Regions from separate parts of the Mus musculus genome. Here region 2 is linked to region 1. A link is a contact called in public Hi-C data. All regions are on one chromosome and are shown on one strand. Each heading gives the region's core, a stretch centred on a gene start, on an enhancer-like site or on the middle of the called end of the contact. The rest is flanking DNA. Distances are from core to core; before and after follow the strand shown.

Evidence for each region. A called contact is a pair of places that touch in the nucleus more often than the background predicts.
Region 2: a Hi-C map of regulatory T cells shows a contact between it and region 1, with 4 times the contacts expected there. The contact joins two enhancer-like sites. A contact is called at or near these places in 3 of 484 Hi-C or Micro-C datasets (CD8 T cells, embryonic stem cells and regulatory T cells), 1 of 115 datasets of contacts at active chromatin or transcription factors (pancreatic cancer cells) and 3 of 9 other capture datasets (adipose tissue, liver and pancreatic islet).

Annotation. Positions count from the first base shown.
Region 1 is chr11:117,769,504-117,776,832 of GRCm38.p6, reverse strand. Tmc6 (transmembrane channel-like gene family 6) reads left to right here. Exons shown (of 20, transcript NM_145439.3): 6 at 490-595; 7 at 683-779; 8 at 987-1,244; 9 at 1,635-1,825; 10 at 2,467-2,611; 11 at 3,315-3,470; 12 at 3,735-3,886; 13 at 3,981-4,160; 14 at 6,047-6,142; 15 at 6,289-6,364; 16 at 7,307-7,329. Among named protein-coding and RNA genes, the nearest start is that of Tmc6, 7.5 kb to the left of the region's middle. Within about 2 kb of position 4,267, at least 14 of the 459 cell types and tissues checked have an H3K27ac peak or open chromatin away from gene starts, as enhancers often do. A contact at or near this core is called in CD8 T cells and regulatory T cells, where this site is marked.
Region 2 is chr11:118,010,418-118,017,662 of GRCm38.p6, reverse strand. Pgs1 (phosphatidylglycerophosphate synthase 1) reads right to left here. Exons shown (of 10, transcript NM_133757.2): 8 at 2,941-3,089. Among named protein-coding and RNA genes, the nearest start is that of Mir6933, 12 kb to the right of the region's middle. Within about 2 kb of position 2,087, at least 122 of the 459 cell types and tissues checked have an H3K27ac peak or open chromatin away from gene starts, as enhancers often do. A contact at or near this core is called in CD8 T cells and regulatory T cells, where this site is marked.

The sequences.
Region 1 (7,329 bases), core at 3,018-5,517:
AGTTGTCACTAATAACATCACAGTAGCCATGAGGAGGCAATTCTGACCCCTGCCCATTCCCTTGCCGCTTTGTACATCTATCCTGACAGGCTTGGGACTTCTTGGGGTCCCTGAGAATACCACTGGGGGAGAATACCACTGGCCCCTGAAAGTCTTTATGTTGAGACTCAGGGTACCTGAGAAGCAGGGTGTGGGTGGGTGGCAGCCCACCCCCTCCACTCCACCAGGAGGAGATCATTCACTGCTGGGAAACACTGGGCTCCCTAGGCCTGGATCAAGGATGTCTGTCGGGTTGTGGTGGAGACAGGAGAATGGGCTCCTGAGAGGTAGACGATTGAGGGAGAGGATGGTCTGGACTGTTGCCTGCGTCAGAGGGCAGCCATCTGGGTGGTCTCAGGGGCTTGTGTTGGGCTGCAAGCTGTCCAGGGCCCTGGTCAATATGCAGCAGGAAGGATGCTGGGCACTGAGGGATCTTTTTCCTCTGGGCAGAGAAGCGGAGCCTGCTAGTAAAGGAGCTTCAAGGTCTGTCGGCGGCCCAGAGGGACCACATGGTGCGGAACATGCCCTTGAGTCTGGGTGAGAAGCGCTGTCTTCGGTGAGTGCCCCATGGCCTCTGCTGGCCTGCCTGAGCCTCCCTCTGTGGTTTAGGCATTTATGGTCTAGGCATTGTCTCTGTCCCCAGAGAGAAAAGTTGGAGCCCAAAGGGAAAGCGGCGGCACCTGCAGGGTCGAAGCGGGGCCTTCTCCTGCTGTAGCCGGCTCAGATACACCTGCATGCTGGTATGGTGTGAGCCCTGAGCTGTGAGGTCACCCTGCTGTGGATGTGGGTGGCTGGGGTTGAGGACACCTGGGGCTGTGCATGCGTGTGTGTGTGTGTGTGTGTGTGTGTGTGTGTGTGTGTGTGTGTGTGTATGTGTGTGCTCGCGAACAAGTGAGACCTGTCCTGGTATCCCAGCCCTCAGGGCTGTCCTCCGTCTGTTCCTCCAGGCTCTTCATAGCCTGGGGCTGGCACTGCTCTCAGGCCTGTATGCTGCCAGGCCGTGGCGCTATGCTCTGAAGCAGATCGGTGGCCAGTTTGGCTCCAGCGTCCTCTCCTACTTCCTCTTCCTCAAGACCCTGTTGGCCTTCAACGCGCTGATGTTGCTGCCTTTGCTGGCCTTCCTCGTGGGTGTTCAGGCTGCCTTTCCACCTGACCCAGCAGGCCCCGTGCCTACGTTTTCTGGTCTGGAACTCCTCACAGGCGGGGTGAGGCCTTCAGCTCCTGCCTTGGCCAAGAACTGGTGCCAGGCTTGTCCTGACTCTCCTGGTGGGCTCTTGCCTGTTCCTAGATATCTCTATGGGTAGCTTTCCCTTCTTCTGGAGGCCCAAGAATGGGCTAGGGCAGTGGTTCTCAACTTGTGGGTCCCAACAACCCATTTGGGGTCTGAATACAGTATCCTGTGTATCAGGTATTTACATTACAATTCATAATGGTAGCAAAATTACAGTTTTGAAGTTACAATAAAATAATCTTATGGTTGGGGGTCTCCACAACATGAGGAGCTGTATTAAAGGGTCGCAGCATTACAAAGGTCGAGAACCCCTGGGCTAGGGGAAGGGAGAGAGGATGTCTGACTGTGCTTGGCCTCCTGACAGGGCCGGTTCACACACACAGTTATGTACTACGGCTACTACAGTAACAGCACGCTGAGCCCGTCATGTGACGCCCCTCGGGAAGGTGGCCAGTGCAGTCCCAGGCTGGGCAGCCTGCCCTATAACATGCCGCTGGCCTACCTCTTCACAATGGGGGCCACCTTCTTCCTTACCTGCATCATTCTGGTATACAGGTATACCTTAACCACGGAGCCCTCACTCTGAGCACCTTCCTCTCACCTGTGGCTCCTACATTGTCTATCCAGCTCTTTTCCACTCATCCCCTTATCCGTTCTCCCATGTCTGCCTACCCATGTTCCTATTGAGACATCCACTTACCCACCCATCTCTCTATCCTGATTACGTCTTCTGTGCATACAGCTATTGATTTTTCCATTCACACCCATCCACCCATCCGTCCATCTGTCCATCTACCTGCCTGTCTACCTGTCTACCCACTTGCCCATCTAACCATTCCTGTATCCCCTACTTGTGCTTTCTTCTGTCAGTCCCTCGATCCATTTGTGCATCCACCCATCTGCCCACCTACTTTCCTGCCAAACCATATTTCCCATCTATCCACATAGCCATCTATCTATCATCCATTCACTTACCCATCTATCTGTCCATCTACCCATCCATCCACCCACCCATCCACCCACCCACACACCCACCCATTCATCCATCCATCCACCCACCCACCTACCCAACCATCCATCCATCTATCCATCCATCCATCCATCCATCCATCCATCCATCCATCCATCCGTCTACTCATCACCTGTCTGTCTACCCATCCTCCCATTGTTCACTGCTTGTCTCTGCTGCTCTCTAGCATGTCCCACTCCTTTGGGGAGAGCTACCGGGTTGGCAGTACCAAGGGTATCCATGCCCTTACGGTCTTCTGCTCCTGGGACTACAAGGTGACACAGAAGAGGGCTTCCCGTGTCCAACAGGACAGCATCTGCACTCAGCTGAAGGTAAGCAGCTACCAGTCCCATGCATGCTGCCTAGTTTCTGCAGACCTTATCCTCTCAGGAGCAAGTAGCCAGATCTGTGTGGAAGTGGTGTATGACTGTGAGCTGGCCTTGAGGTTCTGGGCTGTGGTGGTCTTTCCCTAACAGTGACCAGGAGGTCTGATGTTCCTGTACCTTACTTCAGCTGGGGCCTCCGTGGCATTATCCCTGAGTGTCAGTGACATGAAGGTGCTGGAGTTACTGGAACTGCTTCCCTTTTCTGGGGAACTTTGCCTTCCTACCCTCAACCTATCAGCTGTGAACAGCTTCCTTTATAGTACTAGTGACTACAGTGGTCAGGGGCTAAGGACTGCTGGGGAAATGGAGGCACAGTGATCAGATCCTCTGTTCAAGGTCACAGGGGCCACTCTGGGGTTTCATGAGAGTTTTTCTTGTGGACAGGTGTCCACCCCCCCCCCAGGGGCTCTGGTCGGCTAGGGGCTGCCCATGTCCATTGAAGGGGACAAGGGACACAGGCCAGGCACTGGGCTTCCTAGAGTTAAGACTGTGGTGAAGGGATGAGGAGGGACAGGCCTTAAGCTGGTGGCCATCCTGGACTCCCTGTGTCCTAGATGTATGGCCTGAGCCTCTTTAGGGAAGGGAGGGGCTGGGGCAGCCTGCTTGTGTGTCAGGCTGTCCAGTGACAGAGACACACTACCATCTTCAGGAGCTGTTGGCTGAATGGCACCTTCGAAAGCGCCCTCGGAGTGTGTGCGGGCAGCTGAGGCAGGTCGTCGTTCTAGGTCTGGGGTGGCTGCTGTGTCTGGGCTCCACAATGGGCTGCACGGTGGCTGTCCTCACCTTCTCAGAGGTAATGATTCAGGTAAGGCAAGGGATAGAATGCCCAGTGGCTGAGATTCCATAACCCCATCAGGCCTGGGCCACCCCCGCCTCCCCCCACGGTTCTAATGCTCTCCCTTGCTTCCTGTGTGGCCGGAACCCAGGCCTGGAGCAAGCTGTGTGTCTTGGGAGAGGAAGTTGCCCCCATTTTCCAGCCAGACCCTTCCAGTAGTGCCTGCTCCCCACAGGGTGGCATGTCCCTGTGGGTAGTGCATCTTTTCTAAAGGAATCCTCTCTCTTCTCATAGAGACCTGCTTCTGGTGGCCAGGGGGTGGAGGCGTTGGCCTTGCCCCTGGTGGTCAGTGTCCTTAACCTGGGTGCCTCCTACCTGTTCCGTGGTCTAGCCACTCTGGAGCGACATGACTCCCCTGTGTTGGAGGTATACATGGCCATCTGCAGGTGTGTGGCTGGGAGCGTGGGCTGCTGGGTAGGGCTCCTCGGAGTGTCTGTTGTCCGGCCTCCCCCTTAGCCTCCAAACCCTCCACCTGCACAGGAACCTCATCCTGAAGATGGCCGTCCTGGGTGTGCTTTGCTATCACTGGCTGGGCCGCAGGGTGGCCACCCTGCAGGGTCAGTGCTGGGAGGACTTTGTGGGCCAGGAGCTGTACCGCTTCATGGTCGTGGATTTCATCTTCATGCTCTTGGACTCCCTTTTTGGAGAGTTGGTGTGGAGGTGAGGATGGAGGCCTTCCCACCCTGTCCTCTGGGCTCTGGGTACCAGCCTGTGAAAGGTTCTTAGACAAGGAGGATGGTGGGAGGCAGGATGTGGGGTAGTTTCAGGTGGAAAGGAAAATGGGGTTTCAGTATTGCTTATAGACAGCGGAAGAGAGAGAAGTCATCATGTCCCGGGGGTGGGGCGCGGCTTCCAGCTTTCTGAGCAATCATTGACTCCTGTGTTTCCTTTGAGAGGACATGGAGTTAAGGAGAGTTGAAAAGTAAGACATTGTTCTTCAACGCTTTTCTTTTTGGTTTTCTGAGACAGGGTTTTTCCTGTGTAGTCCTGGCTGTCCTGAATTCACTCTGTACACCAGGCTGGCCTTAAACTCATAGAGATCCATCTGCTTCTGCCTCCTGAGTGTTGGGGTTGAAGGTGTGTGCCACCACACCTGGCTTCAATCTTTTCTTAGACTTTTTTTTAATTGTGGTGTGTGTGTATGTGTGTGTGTGTGTGTGTGTGTGTGTGTGTGTGTGTGTGTGTGTGTGTGTGTGTGTAGGTCAGTTCTTTCCTAACACATGGATCCTGAGGATTTAACTCAGGTCATTACGTTGGGTACATTTATCTGCACATCCATCTTACCAAGCCTTTTCTGCCCATTTGAGGTGAATCCTGAGAAGTCACCCAGCCTTACTCCAGACTGCCTACTTCCTCCTTCTGAGGGGATTACAGGCCTAAGCCTATGCCACCTGACCTAGAAGTCCTTGTTTTGAGACAAGGTCCCAGCTGGCCTGGAACTCAGAGATCTGCCTGCCTTTGCCTGAGTGCTGAGATTAAAGGCATGCGCCACCATGCCCTGTCACCTCTTGCTTTCTCGACACACGGTCTCACCTTGTAGTATAGGCTGGCCTTGGCCTCCTGAATGCTGCTTTGTCTTTGTCTTGGCTGCCTTGGAGCTCACTATGTAGTCCTGTCTTGCCTTATTCGTGGAATCTTCCTGCCTCAGCTTCCTGAGTGCTGGTGTTTCAGACGTGCACCGCCTTGCCCATTCCATTTGTAGTTATTTTCTCATTCGTATTCTTGTCGTGTGTGCATGTGTGTGTGTATCTGTGTGTAGGTGTTGGTGGTGGTAGAGGCTGTGAGAGGGAGTCAGATGTCTCTCCCCAGCCACAGCTGCTGTTACAGGCAGTTCTGAGCTACCTTATGTGGGTGCTGGGAACTGAATTCGAGTCCTTTGGAAGAATAGCAGGTGTTCTTAACCACTGAGTGGTCTCTCTACCCCCAACGCCCCCTTTGTTTGGTTTTAGAGCAGTACAACTCAAAACAAGAAACAAACAAAAAAAACCCAAAAAACAATTAATCGGGCAGTGGTGGTGCATGCCTTTAATCCCAGCACTTGGGAGGCAGAGGCAGGCGGATTTCTGAGTTCAAGGCCAGCCTGGTCTACAGAGTGAGTTCCAGGACAGCCAGAACTACACAGAGAAACCCTATCTTGAAAAAAAATAAAACAAAAACCAAACCAAAACAACAAACCAAAAACAACCAAAAAATCAATTTATATCATTTTGCCTGTATGTATGTCTGTGAGAGTGTCAGATCTTGAAGTTGTAGACAGTTGTGAGCCACCATGAGGGTGCTTGGAATTGAACCCAGGTCCTCTGAAAGGGCAGCAGTGCTCTCAATCGCTGAGCCATCTCTCTAGCCCCACAGTACATACACAATGCAGTGTGCTGAGATTGGTGTCTTGCTTTGGGGAGAGGATCAGACGGGGCTTCTGCAGTGACTGCCCCCAGGCCCTGAGTGGCCACAATCTCTCCTGACATTTGCTGGGTGCTAGGTGGCTCTGCCTGGTGCTCTGGGGATGAGAGTCTCCCTGCTCATCTCTCAGGGGCTCCTCTGTCCAGGCTCATCTCAGAGAAGAAGCTCAAGAGGGGGCAGAAGCCTGAGTTTGACATTGCCAGGAATGTGCTGGACCTGATTTATGGACAGACACTGACCTGGTGAGGGTCTCCCGCCTGCTTCCCACTGGCTGTCAGCCAGTGCCTTTCTTCCCTGCGCCATGGCAGCCTGCCTTTGGTTCTGGGTGGGCAGAGGGTAGAGGGTGGGTGGGAAGATGCTCACCAGCCCTGCCTGCCGCCCTCTCCAGGCTGGGCGTCCTGTTCTCACCGCTCCTGCCTGCAGTACAGATTCTCCGGCTGCTCTTCCTTTTCCACATCAAGAAGGTAACCCGGGCTGGGTGTGATGGCCGGCACTTCTAATTCCAGCGGCCAGGTAGCCGAGGCAGGGATTTGCTGAGTTCAAGGCCAGCCTGATCTACACAAGTTCTAGGGTAGTTGGGGCTACATAATAAGACCCCCTCCCCCTTTCCCCCTGAAAAAGATGCTAACTTGGTAGCAGAGTGGGCTTGTGGCACTGGGCTGCCCCTCCCCAACATTCCTGCCTGGGGCATCTGCTGGAGACATCTGTTGGTTCCCATGACTCTTGGGAGAGACTCTGGGCCCCATTCTGTTCCTCCTCAGCTGCCCCCTTCACGTGGTAGTCTTACTGGGCTGCTGCCTTGTGGGCAGCTGAGATCCAGAGTGGTGCTGGTCAGCCAGTGCATGTGGTGGTGAAGGCTAGCCCCTTTGCCCAGGCTTGCTGCCTCTTATTGCCTAGGGTGAAGGGGGCAGGGTCTCTCTCTCTCTCTACTGTCCTGAGTTCTGGCTTGGGGCCTGGCTGCAGGCCAGCTTTTTGGCTGTGTCTTTGTACTGTCTTTATTGTTGCTGTGACCAAGTACCTGACAAATGGAGTTTAAGAGGGAAAGGGTTTATTTTAGCTCATTCAGAGGGTTTACAGTTCCCGCTGAGGAAGGCACAGCAGTGGGAGCGAGAGGCAGCTGGTCACGCGGCATCCTCCGTCGGGAAGCAGAGATGGATGCTGCTCCTAAGCTTGCTTTCTCATTTTGTACGTAGTCAAGGACCCCAGCTGGTGGGGTGGTACTCCCAGCATTCAGGGTGGGTCTTCCCCCCTCCTCAGTTAAGTGAATCTAGAAATGCTCACAGGGATGCCCAGAGGTGGGTAAGCAGTAATAATCATACTCTTATAGGACCAGCGTGGGGGGATGGAGTTTGGCGGGCAGGACGTGGTGGCTTTGGCAGAATGTAAATCCTAGCCTTTGTCCCCAGGCCAGCCTGATGGCCAACTGCCA
Region 2 (7,245 bases), core at 838-3,337, 240 kb before region 1:
GAGATCCAGCTGTAAAGCATTTTCTCAATTAGTGATCAAGGTGAGAGGGCCTACTGGGCTGGAGGTCCTGGGTTCTATAAGAGAGTAGGCTGAGCAAGCCAGGGGAAGCAAGCCAGTAAGCAGCATCCCTCCATGGCCTCTGCATCAGCTCCTGCTTCCTGACCTATTTGAGTTCCAGTCCTGACTTCCTTTGGTGATGAACAGCCATGTGGAAGTGTAAGCTGAATAAACCCTTTCCTCTTGAATCAACTTGCTTCTTGATTATGATGTTTGTGCAGGAACAGAAACCCTAAGACACAAGGCATGTGGGAACTGTCACAATGGGGAAGCCAGCTGTGGGGACATTTGTATGGACACTCTACACATGCTGTCCTCATGTTCTGGCAGATGCATTCCTGAGCATTTGGGCCACACCTACACCCATTCTGAGGGTCACAGCTTTATGACCATCAGCATACACAGGAGGTCCTGACAGAGCCTTGCAGGGCCAGCATCATCCGAAAGAGGAGCCAGGGGAGGAGGAGGAGGAGGAAGAGGAGGAGGAGGAGGAGGAGGAGGAGGAGGAGGAGGAGGAGAAGGAGGAGCAGCAGCAGCAGCAGCAAGAGGAGCAGGAGGAGCAGCAGCAATCCCAAGTATGTCATTTGAGAAAGTGGCGCACACCTTTAGTCCCAGCACTTGGGAGGCAGAGGCAGGCGGATTTCTGAGTTTGAGGCCAGCCTGGTCTGCAGACTGAGTTCCAGGAGAGCCAAAGCCATACAGAGAAACCCTGTCTCGAAAAAACCGAGAAGAGATCAGCTCAGGAGGGACAGACTCATCAGCAGTCCCTCCAGTCAGCAGAGTTGAGAGGACACCTCACCGAAGTCTCTGAGGCACTGCCCACAGAGGTAGAGACCCAGGGCCCAGCTCCACATCCCCTGTACTTGCTTCAAACTTGTGACTGTCGCAGAGGCAGCATCCTGAAGCCAATGCCCATGCCAAACTTTCAAACTCTGTCCTCACAGCTGGCTTTCCCATCATGGCAGTCCCCACACGCCATGAATACCAGCCTCAGGTTCTATGGGCTGTTTCTGTGGAGGAGCCAGCTTGGGACTGGTTTGTAGAAGTCTCCACAGACTCAGCTCCAGTTCTGCTCTTTAGTAAACACCCAGCCAAGATCTCAATTAAATTACCAGAAACGCTTCTGCGTCCTCACAGCGGCCGCAGCAGGGATGGAGGAGGAAGTCAGCTGGTGGGGTCACAGTGCTGTGCGAGGAGCCTCTCAGGTCAGGTGGGAAGCTAAGCTCTGAACCAAACCAGGACGCTTTCAGTTCTTACTGTTCGCTCTACTAGGGAGGGACTCGGGGCTCTGGTAAAAATATCTTCCATTTTCAAGGCTCCATACACAGACAGGGCCCTTCCCTGGGTCCCAAGAGAACTGCAGCAGACTTCTGAGTGTGGGGCCACAGGCCAAGGGCTGGGCACTCGAGGCTGCACACAGCACTCAGCAACCAGACACTGAAGGTCAGGAGGCCAGCTGCAGGCCTCAAAGCACACTGCAGCAAATGGAGCCATCTAGAAACTCATCTCTACTTCACAGACCCTGAATCAATACACTGTAGAGAATGGAAGCGCTACAGCAGCTTGAGCTGCCACCTTCCCACCATCCAAAGCCCCTGGGAGGCAGGTTTGGGAAGAAACTATCCCAAGTATGTCATTTGAGAAATCAGCTCAGACCACAACCAGGCTGCTTTCTCAAAATCCAGGATGTGGGTTTAAGTCCCCATCTCAGGAAGTGGGGTCTTGTCAGTACTAGGACCTGGGGCACAAGCCTGGGCACTTGCTTCCCCAAATCTCCCAGAATTCATTCTTGCCTAGGCCAGAAGCATTAGCAGCTCTTTCTGGGGAGGCATCTGCGCACAGAGCTCTCTGCACCAGCAAGAACAATCCGGCAGACCCACTGTCCAGAGCCACAGGCTCGCCCCTTCCTCACAGTCAGGCTCCGAGGCTAACAGTTACCCTGTTATGGGAAGCCCTTAGCTTGAGAGCTTCCTCAGTCAGCTGAAGGAAATCTGCTAGCACACCCAATCACCCGCTGGCTATAGGGCATGGCTGTTGTCACTTCCCCTTGCCCTGTCACAGAACCTTACTGGCACCTGGCCCTTGGTGACAAGGTTCCAGACACAGTAGCAGGTCCAGAGAACAAAGCAGTAAGAGCCACTTCCCCACCCACTCACCAGCAAAGCTGTGAACAGCCATTCCCAAACACCGCAGCCTGATGTCAGTGTGCAGGCTAGCGGGAGGGCTCAGCACAGAAGGAGCCTGGCCTACAAGCCCGAGACGCAAATACCTTAAGAGAGCCCATTTGCATAAATGGACCTCTACCTTTCACACAGGTGTCGTGGCACACGCACATCACACTCACCTCATACACACATGATAGACTTAAATAACCAAAATAAAAACCACCAAGCACGGCTCTGGAGGTCTGCCTGGGAGCAAGAGTCCTATATCCAAGACTCCAATAGGAATCTTGTTCCAACCCACACAGGGGCTCCTGCAAAGCAAAGCTGTTAGGTCCTTCCAAGACCAAAGCGCAGGGCTCTGCTGCAGGAGAATTCACAGGACAGCATGTCTGAGTCCTGAGCTGTCTGTTGCCTGCTCCACAGGGAGGGCCACAGCCACACAGCCACAGCCAACCCTGGGATTCACCCTCCCTTTTAGAAACGACTGGGCCCCATGCCCCAGTGAGGAAATGGTGGTCTCTCCAGCATGGAAGGAGGGAATGGCCTTGGCAAGATTCAAGCCTACCCTGGCAGTGCAATCAATAGTCAAAGGTCTAGCCTTGCAGGGTTTCTCTTAGACTTGAGAGACACACAGTCTCACTTCCTGTCTTTACTGACAAAGGCACGAGCCGCCTGTGAGGACAACCATGTACCCAAGAACCCTACCGCTCCAACCAACCTGATGAAGCTGCTGCTGCAGGGACCGGCTCTCCGTCACGATGGCAATCTGGGCTTCCAGGTCCCGGTGAACTGACCTGTACCCAAAATTAGGAGAGCCAATCAGCGTGAGGCAGGGCAGGCTGCTCCCTGCCAGGTACAGCCAGAGGCCTGCGGGAAAAGGAAGTGCAGACAGGAAGTGAGCTCAACACCTGCCAGGTCTCTGCCACACACCGTCCTCTCAACCTAGGAGGGAAGCAGCCACAGGGCAGCATCAGGGCGCACTGAACCAGGCTCCCTCCTGCCTGCTACTGCCATGGTGCTCCACACCACTGAGTGCAGGGCCATTTGTCTCTCTGCTACTTCGGCTGTGGCTCACGCCCCTAGCAGGGAGAGCTGGCTTCTCTGAATGAACTTTGTCAATGATGTCCTTGGGGTCTTCCCCTCCCCCTAACTGCTCTCCAGAGACCACTAGCCCCAGCTCTTTCAACTGCCTGAAGCACCTGTTGGCAAAGTGCAGCTCAAGACGGAGCTCACCAGAGCCTCCATCCCTTCTGGGAGCCCAGAACAAACAGGCAAGTAGGCTCTACCCTACCTAACAGCAGAGGTGGCTGTCACATGGTGTTTGAGGCATTTGGTAGGACCAGGCCTGCCTACATACAGCTGCCCACCTTTTCTACCTCAGGACACCTAGGAGTTTGCTCGTGTCTCTAGTTACCACCTGCACCACATAAAGAAGTGTGCTGCCAGTGGGTCCCACAGAAGCTGCTCTGTCACAGTACACATGGGGACACTGCTGTTCTAGCAGGATCTTAAGTACTACTAGATGCCTATGGCAGGTCCCATTCTGCACTCTCTTCTATGATCTCAAGCTCCAAGGCTTCAGAGCCAAGCCCCACAGAGCTAGTCCTGAGCATCTGTCCTCCCCAGGCTAGCCTAGCAGCCTCTACCCTTCTTCCCCTTACTAGCCTGAGGAAGTTTATCCAAGAAAGCCAGCCAGCTCCCCTGGTCTGCACCAGGCCAGCTCCCTGTGGCCCTCCCATCACAGATCCTCCATCAACGAAATCCACAGAGAGCCCACACACATGCTGAGACATCACAGACACATGGCCTGTATGTAACACACATGCTGCTACAGCAGAAAACTGCTTCCTAATGTCCATGCAGAGCAGAGTTTCAAGAACTGCTTGGGCAACAGCTGACAGGGCTGCTGCTCACTTCTGTGGCTGGTGTCCTGCCCTTGAAGGCCTCAGCAAAGCCACCTGCCGGCTTCAGCAATAAGACAAGAGGCCAGAGGATGGTGTCCCTCCCACCCCCTGGCCAGCAGCTCTGCTCCAGGCAGCTCTCCCTATCCAGGGATCCAGGCCATGTCTACTCTTGCACACCTCAAGTTTTTCATGTGTTTAAGTTTCCCTGTCCCCACCTCAGATTTCCCATAGCATGGAACCAGGGCAAAGAATCCTCGGGACAGGAATCCTTCCTTCCCACTGCACCCAGACTGGGTCTGCTTGGTACAACTTGCCAACCACCTTCTGATCTTGCTCAAAGAAAGGAGGGGGACACCCTCCATGGGTCAGGCTGCTTCCCACATATGAAAAGCAAGATTTTCCTCTAACACCAAACCCTGAGACTCTATGACCCTGGGGGTAAGGTTGTAACGCTGCCTCCTCACAAGCCTAGGCTGACCTCCACACGGCCTCTTTAGAGACATGTGTGTAACTACTGTCAAGCTCCAGCCCCTCACCCCAGAGCCTCACCCTGGCCCCTAATGTGTCTACCATTCCAGGAGCCAGCAAGAAAAAGACAAGTCTGGGGAGAAAAAGGTGATTGTGGGAGTAGACCAGGGTGGGGCTAGTTCTAGCCCAGAGAAATTCCAAAGCACTGAGTACCAGAGAAATCCACTGCAGCTACAAACAGCTTGGCATTCACTACAAACCTGTAGCTAGCATGACACAATGACAGTGACTCAGAGCCCAGAGACCCTTGCGGCCTGAGGCCTCCTGAGGATGCCCTGCCCAGTGCCCTACAGTCTTGTCCCTGGAAGTCTGGGGTGTGGCTCAGTTAGTTGACAGAATGCTGGCCTAGCATGCACACAGAGCCCTGGGATGGATCTCAGCACATAGCCCAGCACTCAGAGGTGGAGGCCCAAGATCAGAGTGTCAGAGTCATCCTGACTCTGGGATGCACATGCCAGAGAGCACACATGGAGCTCAGAGAACGGCTGGACAAAGCTGGTCCTCCCCTCCCACCTTCACATGGTTCTGGGGACAGCGCTCAAGCTGTCAGGCTTGCACAGCAAGCATCTCTGGCTTCTGAGCCACCTTACCAATGCCTACAAATCAAGTTTAGTAGCACTGCGTGCTCCCTGTGGTTCTCTGCAAGTAAAGCGTGCTAAGATACTCAAAAAAGTCAATGAGCAGCTGGTCATGTTGGCTTATACCTGTAACCCCAGCACTCAAGAAGCAGTATTTCATGTTTGAGACCATTTTGAGCTAAAGATTCAAGTTCCAGGTCAGCTGGGGCTAGCTAGACCTAATAGGAACAGATGTTCAAGGTCAGATTCCCTCAACTACATCAAGAGCTCAAGGCCAGCCTAGGCTATACAAGACAATGTGCTCGTTCGAGCTCTGTCTGTCTCCCCACCCCCACACACGCTCGTACACACACAGACTAGCACACCTTTGGGAGAACCCAAAGAGAGACAGATGGAGCACTGCCCATGTTATAGGCCATGATACTGCCCAGACAGATACACTGCCCATGTTATGGACCATGGTCACTGGTGCTGAGCCCCAGGGAGGCCTGTGAGGCCAGCACACTAGGAGCCTCCCCATCTAGGTTCCAAGTCAGGTGCTTGAAGCATTGGCTGGTATACTGAGGATTCATCTCCCTTCCTTGGTTGGGCCCAGCTGTGCCCAGCAGCTCCCCCTACACACTCCCCATCCTGTACACAGGAGGCTCTAAGGACAGAGGAGGAAACACATTTCCAACACAGGGGTTGTAAACCAATCATCAAGCTCTAATTCCTCACCCCAAAGCCTGACCTTTGTGCCCAACATATCCTCAATTCCAGGAATTAATGGCTTAGGGAAGGCAAAAGCACTTTGGGGAGTGGATGGAGGGTGGTTCGCAGCCAAGGGAAACTCAGTAGCCATGAGCACCAGGGAGAGTGGGGAAGTCACTGCAGCTACTGCCATGGCTGCAACACTAGGTGGTGGTCTGTACTCAGAGGCCAAGGTCCCCTGCTGTCTACTGACTCTGGTCTCTTTAAAAAAAAAAGTCACCTTCCTGGGAGTGGTGGCTCACACATGTAATCCTAGTACTCAAAAGGCTGGGGAAGGAAGGATTCTTATGAATTCAAGGCTGGTCTGGGCTATAGAATGAGACCCAGTGTCAAAACAGCAAATGAAGTCCTTTTCTAGGCACCTTTACACAACAGAAGTCTCCAGTACTTTCAAACAGGCCCTGGCCACCCTTTGCTCTGCCCGGGCATAGACTGCACTCCCAATGCACGAGGAGGCCAGGGCTGGGGCTGCATTGTCCTATCTGTACTGGGCAGGATGCTGTGTCCCACTCCCTCTGCTCTTTGCACAGAGAGACCCTTCCTGACCCGGACTCCTTTCTAGTTTGGATCCCTTCTGCTCAGGGCTTTTGCCTGCCATGATCTAAACAGGTCCCTCTGATAGTGACGTGCTTCTGAGACAGAAGTCCCAAAAGAGCAGGAGACACAACCCCCAGTGCCTTCCATGATCCATGCAAGGCACATAGGTGCCATGTTAATATCTGAACAAAATCACAGAGGTGTAGCTTCCCAAACAAGTAGATTAAATGCTTAAAAATAAGACAGACATCTAGGCTGGAGAGACGCTCAGTGGTCAAGAGTGCAGCTGCTCTTCCAGAGGACCTAGGCTTGGATCCCAGCATCTACGCAACTCTTAACTCCAGTTCCAGGAGATGCAGTGTGCTCTTCTGATCTCTGGAAGCACCAGGCACACACAGACACATGCAGGCAGAACCCCACACATGTAAGATAAAATAAATAAACCTAAACAAGAAAATCAGGAGTTCTGCACATGTAGGCCAGAGTCTTCTCTGAGGACTTCTCCAGACAGATGAACTTCTATGGCCTCCCATAGCCCCACACTGTTGTGAGCTCCAGAGTCTCAGATCCCTGTGAAATCAGGAGAGCGAAGACATCACAGCTCTGCTCTGCTCTCCCACAGATGAGCACCAGTCCTTGATTCTGGTGTCAGAGGGACTAAGAAACTCCTGAGGCCTTGGGGCTGGAGTCTGTCACCTGAGGTGGTCATATGCATGGTGACAACCA